Regions from separate parts of the Zea mays genome. Here all the other regions are linked to region 1. Evidence: chromatin contacts called from public Hi-C data. All regions are on one chromosome and are shown on one strand. Each heading gives the region's core, a stretch centred on a gene start, on an enhancer-like site or on the middle of the called end of the contact. The rest is flanking DNA. Distances are from core to core; before and after follow the strand shown. Region 1 holds the start of LOC100272455 (calmodulin). Region 2 holds the start of LOC100276696. Region 3 holds the start of LOC100272255 (ribosomal protein13).

Evidence for each region. A called contact is a pair of places that touch in the nucleus more often than the background predicts.
Region 2: a Hi-C map of ear shows a contact between it and region 1, with 2.6 times the contacts expected there. The contact joins the promoter of LOC100276696 here to the promoter of LOC100272455 in region 1. A contact is called at or near these places in 5 of 25 Hi-C or Micro-C datasets (bundle sheath, ear, endosperm and 2 more).
Region 3: a Hi-C map of leaf shows a contact between it and region 1, with 5 times the contacts expected there. The contact joins the promoter of LOC100272255 here to the promoter of LOC100272455 in region 1. A contact is called at or near these places in 2 of 25 Hi-C or Micro-C datasets (leaf and tassel).

The regions. Positions count from the first base shown.
Region 1 is chr4:39,604,822-39,608,537 of Zm-B73-REFERENCE-NAM-5.0, forward strand. LOC100272455 (calmodulin) reads left to right here and starts at 2,047. Exons shown (of 1, transcript NM_001146929.1): 1 at 2,047-2,872. The coding sequence starts at 2,145. The coding sequence ends at 2,591. It overlaps LOC103653127 (a long non-coding RNA gene), which reads right to left and starts at 1,486. Exons shown (of 3, transcript XR_002268700.2): 1 at 1,086-1,486; 2 at 913-968; 3 at 1-277.
Region 2 is chr4:39,429,066-39,432,781 of Zm-B73-REFERENCE-NAM-5.0, forward strand. It overlaps LOC100276696, which reads left to right and starts at 1,724. Exons shown (of 7, transcript NM_001150423.1): 1 at 1,724-1,842; 2 at 2,839-3,378; 3 at 3,586-3,716. The coding sequence starts at 2,859.
Region 3 is chr4:39,781,469-39,785,184 of Zm-B73-REFERENCE-NAM-5.0, forward strand. It overlaps LOC100272255 (ribosomal protein13), which reads left to right and starts at 1,824. Exons shown (of 5, transcript NM_001374568.1): 1 at 1,824-1,961; 2 at 2,058-2,130; 3 at 2,238-2,376; 4 at 2,615-2,801; 5 at 3,656-3,716. The coding sequence starts at 1,939. The coding sequence ends at 3,689.

The sequences.
Region 1 (3,716 bases), core at 797-3,296:
CTCTTCATGAAGGGGAATGAGAAAGGGACGTGAGAGCTAACAGGGAGAAGACCGTGGAAGTGGAACATTGCAACAGATGAGATGTTCTTCATCATATAGCGACATATCCAATCAAGGATTCCAAAACACTCTGAGGAAACACTCGAAGCTTTTCTCTAGTAAGCAAGTAGGTACCATTATTACTTTGATGATCGGAGTAACTTCCATTTAGTCGACTTCTTGAATCACCCCATTTTCCATCAGATCTCCTATTTTCGTTGTACTCATCCTTGTCATCCTGCAAGGTGGTGATCAATGAACACATAGTGAAATTCAAAGAGAATAATATGTTTCCAAAGTAAGGATTGGTTATTAAGGAGAAACATTTAAACCAATAAGGATACAACATAACCTTTGCTAACATTTCACATAGACAGCTAAACATTGTAATTTAGAAAAAGAAATTGCTAAAAAAGGTCACCTATTGTAAGGGTGTCCATTTCGTTGAGGATCCATTCCTTAAAAAAATACTTCTCTAGCACACAGGATCCATTCCTCAGATTAAGTTTTCAAAATTATAACTAAAGCAATAAACCTTGTAAACCTACTTGGTAGGAAATACATTGCCAGGAAAATATACAATTTAGCTACTGCACTTTTTTCATTTTGTTAAGCTGCTAAGAATTTTTTGTATTACGCTTGGAATATTGGAGGAAGATTTGCTTTGTATAGAAAGAACAAACTGGAATGTCATAACTCATAAGAATAAATCTACATCAACTAAAATTTTATTGCAAATGCTTTTCATGAAGAATATCGGCATGCATTGATGTGTGCAACTGCAAAACATATGCAAGATATTGAAGCTCATAAGGATTCTAGTCAACGCAATTAATAAAATAATATTGTACTTCCGAAATAAAGAATACTCACCAGATTGTCTTTTCTTAAGTGATTTACGATACCTTTCAATAGTCTCATAAAGATTTCTACAGAAAGACTCAGCAAACATAAGCATATCAGAAATATGGAAAATCGAGATGAAGCAAGTAGACTAAGTGGAAAAATAGTTAACTGATTTTATGACATGGTGGCGAAGGCCCTACACTTGATTCATCCGTTCGGCGCTTGCACGCAAGCCTCGGGTCACCGGCAAGGAGGGCTGCAAGCCACGCCCAAATCACAGTCAGGCCACATGGAGAGAGGGAGGTGTCTCGGGTCGCTAGGGGCGCTCGCCCGTGAGCCCTAGGTCGGGGGGTGCCCCAACAGCGGGAGGGGGGGCGTTTGAGAAAGAGGGGATGGTCTCCTCGCATTGGTTCACGTGGATGGGAGGGGGATGGATCTCTAGCGTGCCATGGCAGGAAAGTGCAGGGAGCATAGGGCTCCTGGCCAAGAACAACACCCTGTCGGCAGCGTTTAGATGAAATGGATGGATGGGGGAATGGCGGGCGACAGCGTTTATCAGAGAGGGGAGGGGTGGAGCACCTGCTGGAAGCTTCACAATACATGACGGTGCGGTAGAAGGTGGAAGTGTCCAGAGGCGATGAAAACGACGGACGCACGAGAGAGCACGCGACGAATGTGAGCATCCACGAATGAATGACTACGGACATTTCCAACGATGTGGATAGGTTAGGAAGCCACGTTTTCTACCAGCTTTTATATATAGGAAATGACAGTGCTGCCCTATCTCCTCGGTGGTCACCTGGACGGGCGTGCTTCCCAACCTCCCAGACCTACCTCCCCGACGTCATACTCTCAGTTAACGTGGAGTTCACAGCTAAGCAGCTAAAAACTTACACCTTTCAATGGTATATATCTGAAGTAAATTCTTTTAATGATATATATCTCAAATTTGGTTCTTTTGAGGGCATGAATCCAATTTTCTCTAGTTTTAAAAATTTTACTTTTTAAAAAAAAATGTAAAAATGAAAAGGCTCGCCTTTCGTGGGCCTCGTCCAGCACCTCCCAAGTCCACCACGAGCCCACCCAGACGAGACAAGACGGGACAAGGTGTGTGGTGTGTTCTGTTCCCGACACCCGCCCACACCGGCGACCACCAGACCACCCAAATCAGTTGCCCTTGCCCACACGGCCACACGCCTCTCCTCTCCTTTTCTCCTTCCCCCTTCAGGCTCCCCGATCCGACGACCCCAGCGGCGGCGATGGGCGGCAAGGACCTGACAGAGGAGCAGATCGCCTCGATGCGGGAGGCCTTCACGCTGTTCGACACGGACGGGGACGGCCGCATCGCTCCCACGGAGCTGGGCGTCCTCATGCGCTCCCTCGGCGGGAACCCAACCCAGGCGCAGCTCCGGGACATCGCCGCGCAGGAGAAGCTCACGGCGCCCTTCGACTTCCCGCGCTTCCTCGGCCTCATGCGCGCCCACCTCAGGCCCGAGCCCTTCGACCGCCCGCTCCGCGACGCCTTCCGCGTCCTCGACAAGGACGGCTCCGGCACCGTCGCCGTCGCCGACCTCCGCCACGTCCTCACCTCCATCGGAGAGAAGCTCGAGGTGCACGAGTTCGACGAGTGGATCCGCGAGGTCGACGTCGCGCCCGACGGCACCATCCGCTACGACGACTTCATCCGCCGCATCGTCGCCAAATGATCCCGTCCCCTCCGAGTCTCCATTCCGCCGATCCACCCTCGCGCGCTCTTCGTCTGTAATAACTTCGTCTTCCATCCCCGTGATTTCATTTTGTTTCCCTTCTATGGCTGGCTCATTTGAATTCAATCTGGCCTCCTCTTCGTTCCGAGACTGTTCGGATAAAACGGATAATGGTTGCTGTGTGATTATCAACCAATCAACGATTAATTATTAGTAGATCTGGCTGATGGTGCTTTTGCTTAGCTACCTGTAATGTAAAGTGTGGGTCTGCCTCCTTTGTCACTGATTTTGGCTTGCCTGGTAACGAATCTCTGCTATGATCTGCACTGGCTTATGTATTCATGCTGATCTAGTGCTACTTTTGTTTGGGTCATAGGTTGTATTGGAATCTGGAAATTTCATTGGCCTGCTTTAGGATTTCTAATGTTTGTTGCCTACCCGTGTTGTGTTGATTGCCAGTCTTCCCATTTCAATTTCATGCAATGGGATTGTCCAAAAACTTGCTCGCTTGTGAAGATAGCGATTTTGGACCTGTGGTTTAGTCAATCGACTAGTCCAATTGTCCAGCAGTCTCATTGGATTGGATTATTCCTTGTTGCTCCACATTTACTTCCTTCTCTTGGTCCATGTCACTGCTACTTGTAATTTGATTCATAAAAGAGCCAGCAATAGTGATTTGCTTCTTTTCAGAGCATGTTGCTGATAAGCAGCTGCTTCCATATACATGAATTGGCCAATGGCCGCCATCACACGTTTCAGTTTTGCTGAAAAGTTTTTTTTGTGTGTGTGTCAACTGTTAGGGTTACCACCTTTCCATGAACTAGTGTCTCATAGGCATATATTCCTCCATTATCAATCAAATATTAACTAATCGTGACTTCATGCAGTTTTAGTTTTTATCTAAGCTCAATTCACATTCTCCATGCTTGTATTGAAACACTTTTTTGGTAAAAGCTATATAGGAGTTTTTTTTTTAAAAAAAAAAAACTTCATAATTTTATACATGGTCACATGGAGAATGCAGTCACATGGAGAATGCAGCATTCTGATAATAAGATTTTGGCCACATGCTGCATTGTTGTTGTTCCGTCTCTAAGCATGTATAGTGATTTTCTGGATGGTAGT
Region 2 (3,716 bases), core at 474-2,973, 180 kb before region 1:
CTCTCCTATGTAGGGAGAATATCTCCTAGTTGAGACTATCGTTCTCAGATGGAACCTATCCAGAAGAAACAAAGTCTGTGTTGAACACCAAAGTTTGATAATCCCTATAAAGGGATAAAGACCCATACAGACCCGAAAAGGAATAAGATGAGGTACCAAAGGACTTGAAGTTCATCGAATAAGCACATGTGCATTCCATGAGTTTTACTCATGGTAATTTCTACTAGATGTGGAATTACGGTATCCTCTAAAGCCCTGATGGCAGAAACTTATAAGGTTTAGGTGTTACTGGCAAAATATCCCCATTGTGCCAGAATGACAGACTATAACGATGTATCTGATCGATGAAAAATCCCTCATGGATTACGATCTTAGATGGACTTTTGTGACACCATCATAGATGTTGCAATGGATGAACGCCTCGAGCGATGTGTCATATTTAGAATATGTACTATTGCAACTATATTATCCCCTAAGTCCTATTGAAGGACATGTTATTGGCTTTGCACAACTATGTATAAATTGTGGTGTAAGATAGAAAATGATAGCACCCCAACCTCATCCATTCTCGTTATTCCAGATGAACAATGAGATATATATCTTGAAGAATATGCTTGAATTATGAGGGATAACGACTTTAACAGATGTCATCGTCAGGGGGAGCGAATGCTTATATTGATCACAACCGTGAGACAATAATTGTCATATTCTATGCCCTGAAGGCGTGAGCTTGATGATCAATATGTGAACCTTTATGGAACTTTCTATCATATATATAGATCTAGTCGATCGAACACCATCAATCAAAGTGGCTTATTTATATTGATACGTGCACTTACCTCGTATATCCTAGAAGTGAGTAGAGGTAAAGTTCCTGAAATAGTCCTTGCAAGGATATGCAATCCGTTTGCTAAATCTTTATGTGCATATACTTCTAGAAGAAGATGTTTTGCCTTATTGATATGGTTTTGCAAGGATCAGGGGGAGCATATTTCTAAAGTTAGCCCTTGTAGAAGATTCGATAGAATCTAGATCCCAAATGATCGAAATCTGTCCCGGTGACAGTTGTTGTACTCTTTTTCCCTTGGTGAGTTTTCTTGAAGTTTCTCACATGAGGTTTTTAACGAGGCAACAAAGTGCAAATGCAATTTGTATCACCATGCACTCTTTCTCCACATTTTTTCCACTGGGTTTTTCGGAGTTTTAACGAGGCATGTGTTGGTCGCGGTATTCGTCCAAGGGGGAGTGTTAAGTAACCCTAGTTAGGGTTATGTGGGCAAATACCGACTTTGCCCCTGATGGGTCTCACATCTCTATATAAGGAACCTGTACACCCCCTCATAATACAGAGATCAGAAAGAGGCCAGAGGCCCAACCATATATCCAGTGTCTCGTGTGTTTCCTCTGTCGTGCTTATGGGAAGGGAGACGGGTTCTCTACATCTTCTTGCGCCTCTACTGCTGGCGGGAGAGAAGGGAGCGGATCTGGTGATCCGTGGTAACGTAGTTCTCAACAGTCGCAACAGTGGAAACCAGAAGAAGAACCGGGCCGCATGGGCTTAGCCGTGAATGTAAGTAACCTGATCCACAAAGTGTGGGCCAATACATGCGGGTCTAGCATAACTGGGGCTCAATGGGCCGGCGCCCACTTCTAGCCTTCTGGAACTCTCCCTTCCGGTTCCTTCATCTCCGCCTCCACGGCTCCACCTCCACCGCTGCTCCACACGGGCACACCTTTGCCTCGCCCAACCGCTGCCTTGCTCGCGTTCGCCATTCCCCAGACCTTGAGAGCTACCGTCTGGTCCGATCGGACGGATCCCTTCGCGCGCCCCAGAGATTTCAGGTCTGTCTCTTTGATTTCCCCGGCCCCGTCTATGCGATTTGCCCCATGATTTCGGTTGCTTGTTCGTGCAAGTCTCGGTGATCTGCGCGACGTTTTTCTGTAGTGAGGGATCGTCCGTTTCGAGTCCGACGTGCCGAGCGACGCTGGGTCCGTCCGCTTCTCTGGCTCTGTGATCATTTCGATTTTGTTTTTTTTCGGGTAGAGAAAACCAACTGCGTACGGCTAGTGCTGTCCTTGCGGAAAGCAGAGGTTTGTCATGGTATCTGCTTGTCGTCTGATGCCCGAGGCACATACTGTGTGATTTCCTATGATGTCTGGGTGATGGCACTGGTAGTAGACTACTAGCGCATGTCGGGGGAATTACTTTATTTATGCGTGGTCGTAGGGTGTCCGAAGGCGATGTTGGATGCGTACGAAGTCATGTGTTCTCTGCTCTGCGTTTCACCGGCACTGGGTTGACGAGGGAGGGATAGTTTCGCCTGTCTAGCTTAGCTGCTGTATGGGCATTTTGGTGGTGGGGAAGAAAGCCTAAGTAATTGATCACTAAACATTGATAAACAGTACCAAAAATTACCGTATAGATAGACAGTGAAAATTACGTTGGGCAGCTTGCTCTTAATTAAGCTCCGCCTCCGGCTGTAGGTCTGCTTCCTCGAAATGGATAGCTGCCACTCTTCCAGCACTGGTTTACTGCAGATATGATATTGTAGAGTTAATGTCATTGCTGCCAATGAGTTTTTGGGCGCCATGTTTCATCCCCTAATTCATGAAGGTTGGTCTTGGGACAAGGAGTATCTGGACTCCAGTTGATTGTGTGATGTTGCAATTTTCAGTTATTAACACTATGGTTTGCTATATATTTACCTATTTGGACCATGCTGCCACTTGTCCATGTGAATTGATGATTTTTGAGCTGGAGCTCAGGCTGGAGTTATGCGACTGTTATCTTACTGTCTACACGACACACGATTGTTTAACACATGTTGCCTGTATTAGGTAAGGTGCTGTAACAGAAGATGCAAGGGGGAAGAGGTGGGAGGCAGGGCTTATTCGGTTTCGGGGACCCTTCTGGTGGTTCCGGTGGCTTTGGACAACCAGGGAGCCTTATGCCTGGTTTTTTTGGTGGCGCAAATCCCTTTGACGACCCTTTCTTCACAAACCCCTTTGGTAGCATGATGCAGACTAGTTTCTCAGCCCCTTTCAGCGGCATGATGCAACCTAGCTTCATGAACCCCTTCGGCAGCATGGTGCAACCTAGCTTGCTTGGACCAAGTATGTTTGCGCCCCATGGCAATCTCAATGGAGGCATGTTTGGAAGCCAGACACATCTCGGTCAAGGTATCAGCAATGGCAGTGGTTTCATTCAGCAGGCCCCTGAACCAAGCAGGCCTAAAGGGCCAATTATCAAGGAGTTATCTTCAGATGATGAGGATGATGTAGATGATGATGAAGAAGGCGAGAAGAAGAATGGTAACTTTAGGAAGCATCAAAGGGAAAGCAAAGAGCCATATGTGGAGGACCCAGATGATGAAGAAGGTCAGTTCATGTATCCTATTGGGCATCTTACTATTCATTGTTCATGTTTGCATTAAGCAATCATTTGAATTTACATTTACGGTGACAGGCTAACATGCTATTTTATTCTGTTTAGCAGAGTATATTTTTAGAATATCCTCTCAGTGTATGGTGTAAAGAATTCACATTACAAGTGGAGGCTACTAATGCATACACATTTTTTAGCAGATAATAAAAGACCTAAGCATGGACAATTTGGGAGGGAGTTCAGCAGAGTTAACACATCACGTCCACAGCCTCAGACATTTATGTTTCAGAGTTCAACTGTTACATATGGTGGTCCAAATGGAGCATGTTAT
Region 3 (3,716 bases), core at 574-3,073, 180 kb after region 1:
TGAACAATCAATGATCTGTTTCCTTCATCCGCCGAGCCGATCGTTGTACGCCTTCGATCGTCTGGCACACCGACTCGCCCGAGGCCATAGCTCGCCCGAGACCACACCTCACCCGAGGCCACAACTCTCTAGAGGCATTCACGACTCACCCCGAGGTAGTCACGACTTGCCCGAGGCAGTCACGATTCGCCCGAGGTCAACTTCGGGCGGGATACGCAGTTTCGATTCGCCCCGAAACCAACCATGACAGGAGACATAGTTTTGATTCGCCCGAGACCAATCTCGGCGAGAGACGCAATTCCGATTCGACCGAAGCCAACCTCGGCGGGAGACACGGTTCCGATTCGCCCGAGATCGACCTTGGCGGGAGATGTAGTCACGGTTCGCTCGAGCGCATCTCCGACTTGTTCGAGCGCAGTCACGACTCGCCCGAGCGCATCTCCGACTCGTCCGAGCGCAGTCATGATTCGCCCGAGCGCGTCTCGGGTGACTGTCCTGTGAGGCCGAGACTGGCCATACTTAGCCAAAATTCTTTACTATATGTTGGCTCGACTTGAGAAGTTCCCTAATACTTAGATGAACATTGTTAGCACCTAAAACAAATGACTAAGTGCTAGAAACATACCTTTATCTTTTTTATTCATAGAGGTTTGCAATATGTCCAATTTCAAGCCCAAAAGTGCTTTCTTATTTTCCTTAATCTTTTGGACTTGATTGTTTCAATTTGCTTTATAAACACTTGTGCTCATGCTCATAAGAGGAGTTTTAGTTCTGAGTAATGTGTTGAGCATTTAATCACCAAAATAATTGGAAATGGCCCACCCTTTCACCATCTCTGTGCCGCACCGACCCCTGCCCGTCGTAGCCTAGGTCTCGGCGCGACTCATCATGTTGCGGGGCCTGTAGGCGGCCATGACACTTAGACCTAGGTCAATAGGTCATGAATGGGCCACAGGCCTAGGAGCCCATAGGTTATGAGTGGGAAGTGGTCCGACTCACCCTCTGTGGCTCGGCGCTAGGCGCAGCTAATGCAGCACATCGGGTTAGTCCTGGTCCGGCATGGAATCCACCCGAGTGGCTTCCTCTAGATCCGCCGACCCCCTTTGTGTCTCTGCCTCGCCCGATCCTTGGCTCGGTGCCATGGGTTTTATACGAGGCGGGTCCTTTTCAGGGTGGACCTTTCCCACGCACTTCTACTGACTAGTGGGCCCCGGGGCCCACGATGATCATTTTCCCGACTGGGTGATAACGAGTGGGGTTTGGGTCGGGTGGACCAAAAACCTGTTTGCAATCATACCTGAGAAGTCTACATGAAACCGCCTGCTATCGCACATGCGGGTGCAATTCCAAACCCGCATATGAACTCATCGTGTTTCGGGTGGTTTTGAGGTCACCCATTTGTTTTTTACTTAGAAACAATAAATTAGCTATAAGTAATTAAGTAACAACAATAAGTGAGTTAAATCTACAAATTTTAAGTCTTCTCATGTTGAGCATGAATAAAACATTTCATTAATTATTAGCCAATTTACTTATTCAAATAACTGCTATTGTATATTATTTTTTTATAAAATAAAGAATAAATTAAATTTTGGGTGTATGTGAGTCATCATGGGTTAACCCCGTAAAACTTTAGGTCGATGCGGTGCAACCACGGGTCAAAATCTTCACCCGTGCACCGGTCGGGTTTCGGATCTATAAGTAAAATTGCTATCTCACGGTCACGGCCTAGAAGGGTAGAAGCGGTTTTTGCCATGATATCTGTCAATAATAGTATTCATAAGGGTCGAGATGAAAATCTCTCAGATAAGTTGAATAGTATCGAAAACCCTAATCCGTCTCCCTCCTATCGCACTCGCGTCTCTTTCCTATTCGCGCCGCCGCCGCTGCTGCAAGCGCCAGCTCGCCGTCGTCCGAATAGTACACTCTAACGCCGCCATGGGGCGTATGCACAGCCGCGGGTAACCCTCCTGTCCTCTTCCTCGTAGCACTGGTGGTATTGCTTCTAGTGTGGTGAATCTGTGTGCTGATGGCGGCTGCGTGGCTCCGTGACGCAGGAAGGGTATCTCGTCGTCGGCGCTGCCGTACAAGAGGACGCCTCCTACCTGGCTGAAGACCGCCGCCTCCGACGTGAGAGCCTTCTCCTCTCCTTCGACTCCATTCCATTCGGCCGTCGTCTGGTTCGTTATTGTTGGGAATGCGGATTTGGTTCGTTGACGTGTGTTGTCGCCTGGTAGGTGGAGGAGATGATCACAAAGGCAGCGAAGAAGGGACAGATGCCGTCGCAGATCGGCGTCCTGCTCCGTGACCAGCACGGTATCCCCCTTGTCAAGAGTGTCACCGGCAGCAAAATCCTCCGCATCCTCAAGGCCCATGGTGAGAATTACATTTACATCCCTATCGCTCGATTCACATGTTGCCAGTGGCGGAGCCTGATGTACATGGAGTGTGAGGCTAGCAAATCTAAAGCTTCATCAGGAAAATATACCAAGATACTGAAGCATCCTTTATAGAATTGCAAAACTAGGAGGGGCCATGGCCCTAATGAAGCTCCACCTCGGCTTGTTGGCATTTTGTGATTTGTACTGTATTCATGTTTCATGTGCTCGTGTAGGGCTGGCACCCGAAATCCCGGAGGACCTGTACTTCCTCATCAAGAAGGCGGTGGCGATAAGGAAGCACCTTGAGAGGAACAGGAAGGACAAAGACTCTAAATTCAGGCTCATTCTTGTCGAGAGCAGGATCCACCGCCTTGCCCGCTACTACAAGCGCACAAAGAAGCTTCCACCCACGTGGAAGTAGTAAGTCACTCAAACCCATGCATTGTAGTTTGTTCTTGTTTGTACTAGCATGACTACTGAAGTAAGTGGCATTAGCTTGGTTAACTTGTTAATTGTTGATCTGCTGTGTCTGGTGATCTCTACAGAGGAGATGTGTAGTATTGTAGTAATTTTTTAATGTCAGTGTATTGTTGATTGTATTCAGATGCTACTGATTGTTTGCTACCTAATCATGTAATCACTACAATTCCGTGTGTGAAGCTTGATATTATAAGGCTGGTTAAAATTATAGATGATTTGAGCCATGGTCTTTTGGTGCTGGAAGTAATTGTGAAGCTGCTAGAATTAGGTAGTGTTTGATAAAGAACACTCTTATATGAAATGCATCTGTGAGCTATATTTTGCACGGTATTGTTCCATATAGCTAGCTGTAGTATGTCCATCTTGGTGCAATTTCATAGAGTGCATAAGATGTATCCCCAGCTCCATGAGTTTGTGGACTTGCTATGTTGATGATGTTTCGGTATGCCCATATTCCATTTTGGACTAAAAGTAGAGGCTTCAATCACTTAGTTTCGCCTGCATACTCCATATCCGATGCACAGCTGGAATATGGAGGCTTGCCATGCAGGGTATTACTAGTGTGCAGTGTGTTTGTTGCCTTTGGCACGCAATAGCAATGTTATGAAAATCTGGCCCGTGTGACCAAATGAGCTGCCATCAGCATTAAGTTGTATTAATACACTGCATGGGTTAATCCCTGCATAGTTCTTGACTTCTTGTGTTATGTTGTGTGCGCCTGCGTTTCTGTCAAGTGGCTTGCTATTTTGATGCTTTTACTTGTAATGTAGCTGACAACTCTTGCTCTACTGCAGCGAGTCAACCACTGCAAGCACTCTGGTGGCCTAAGCGAGGAGCTCAGCGTACGGCGCTTGA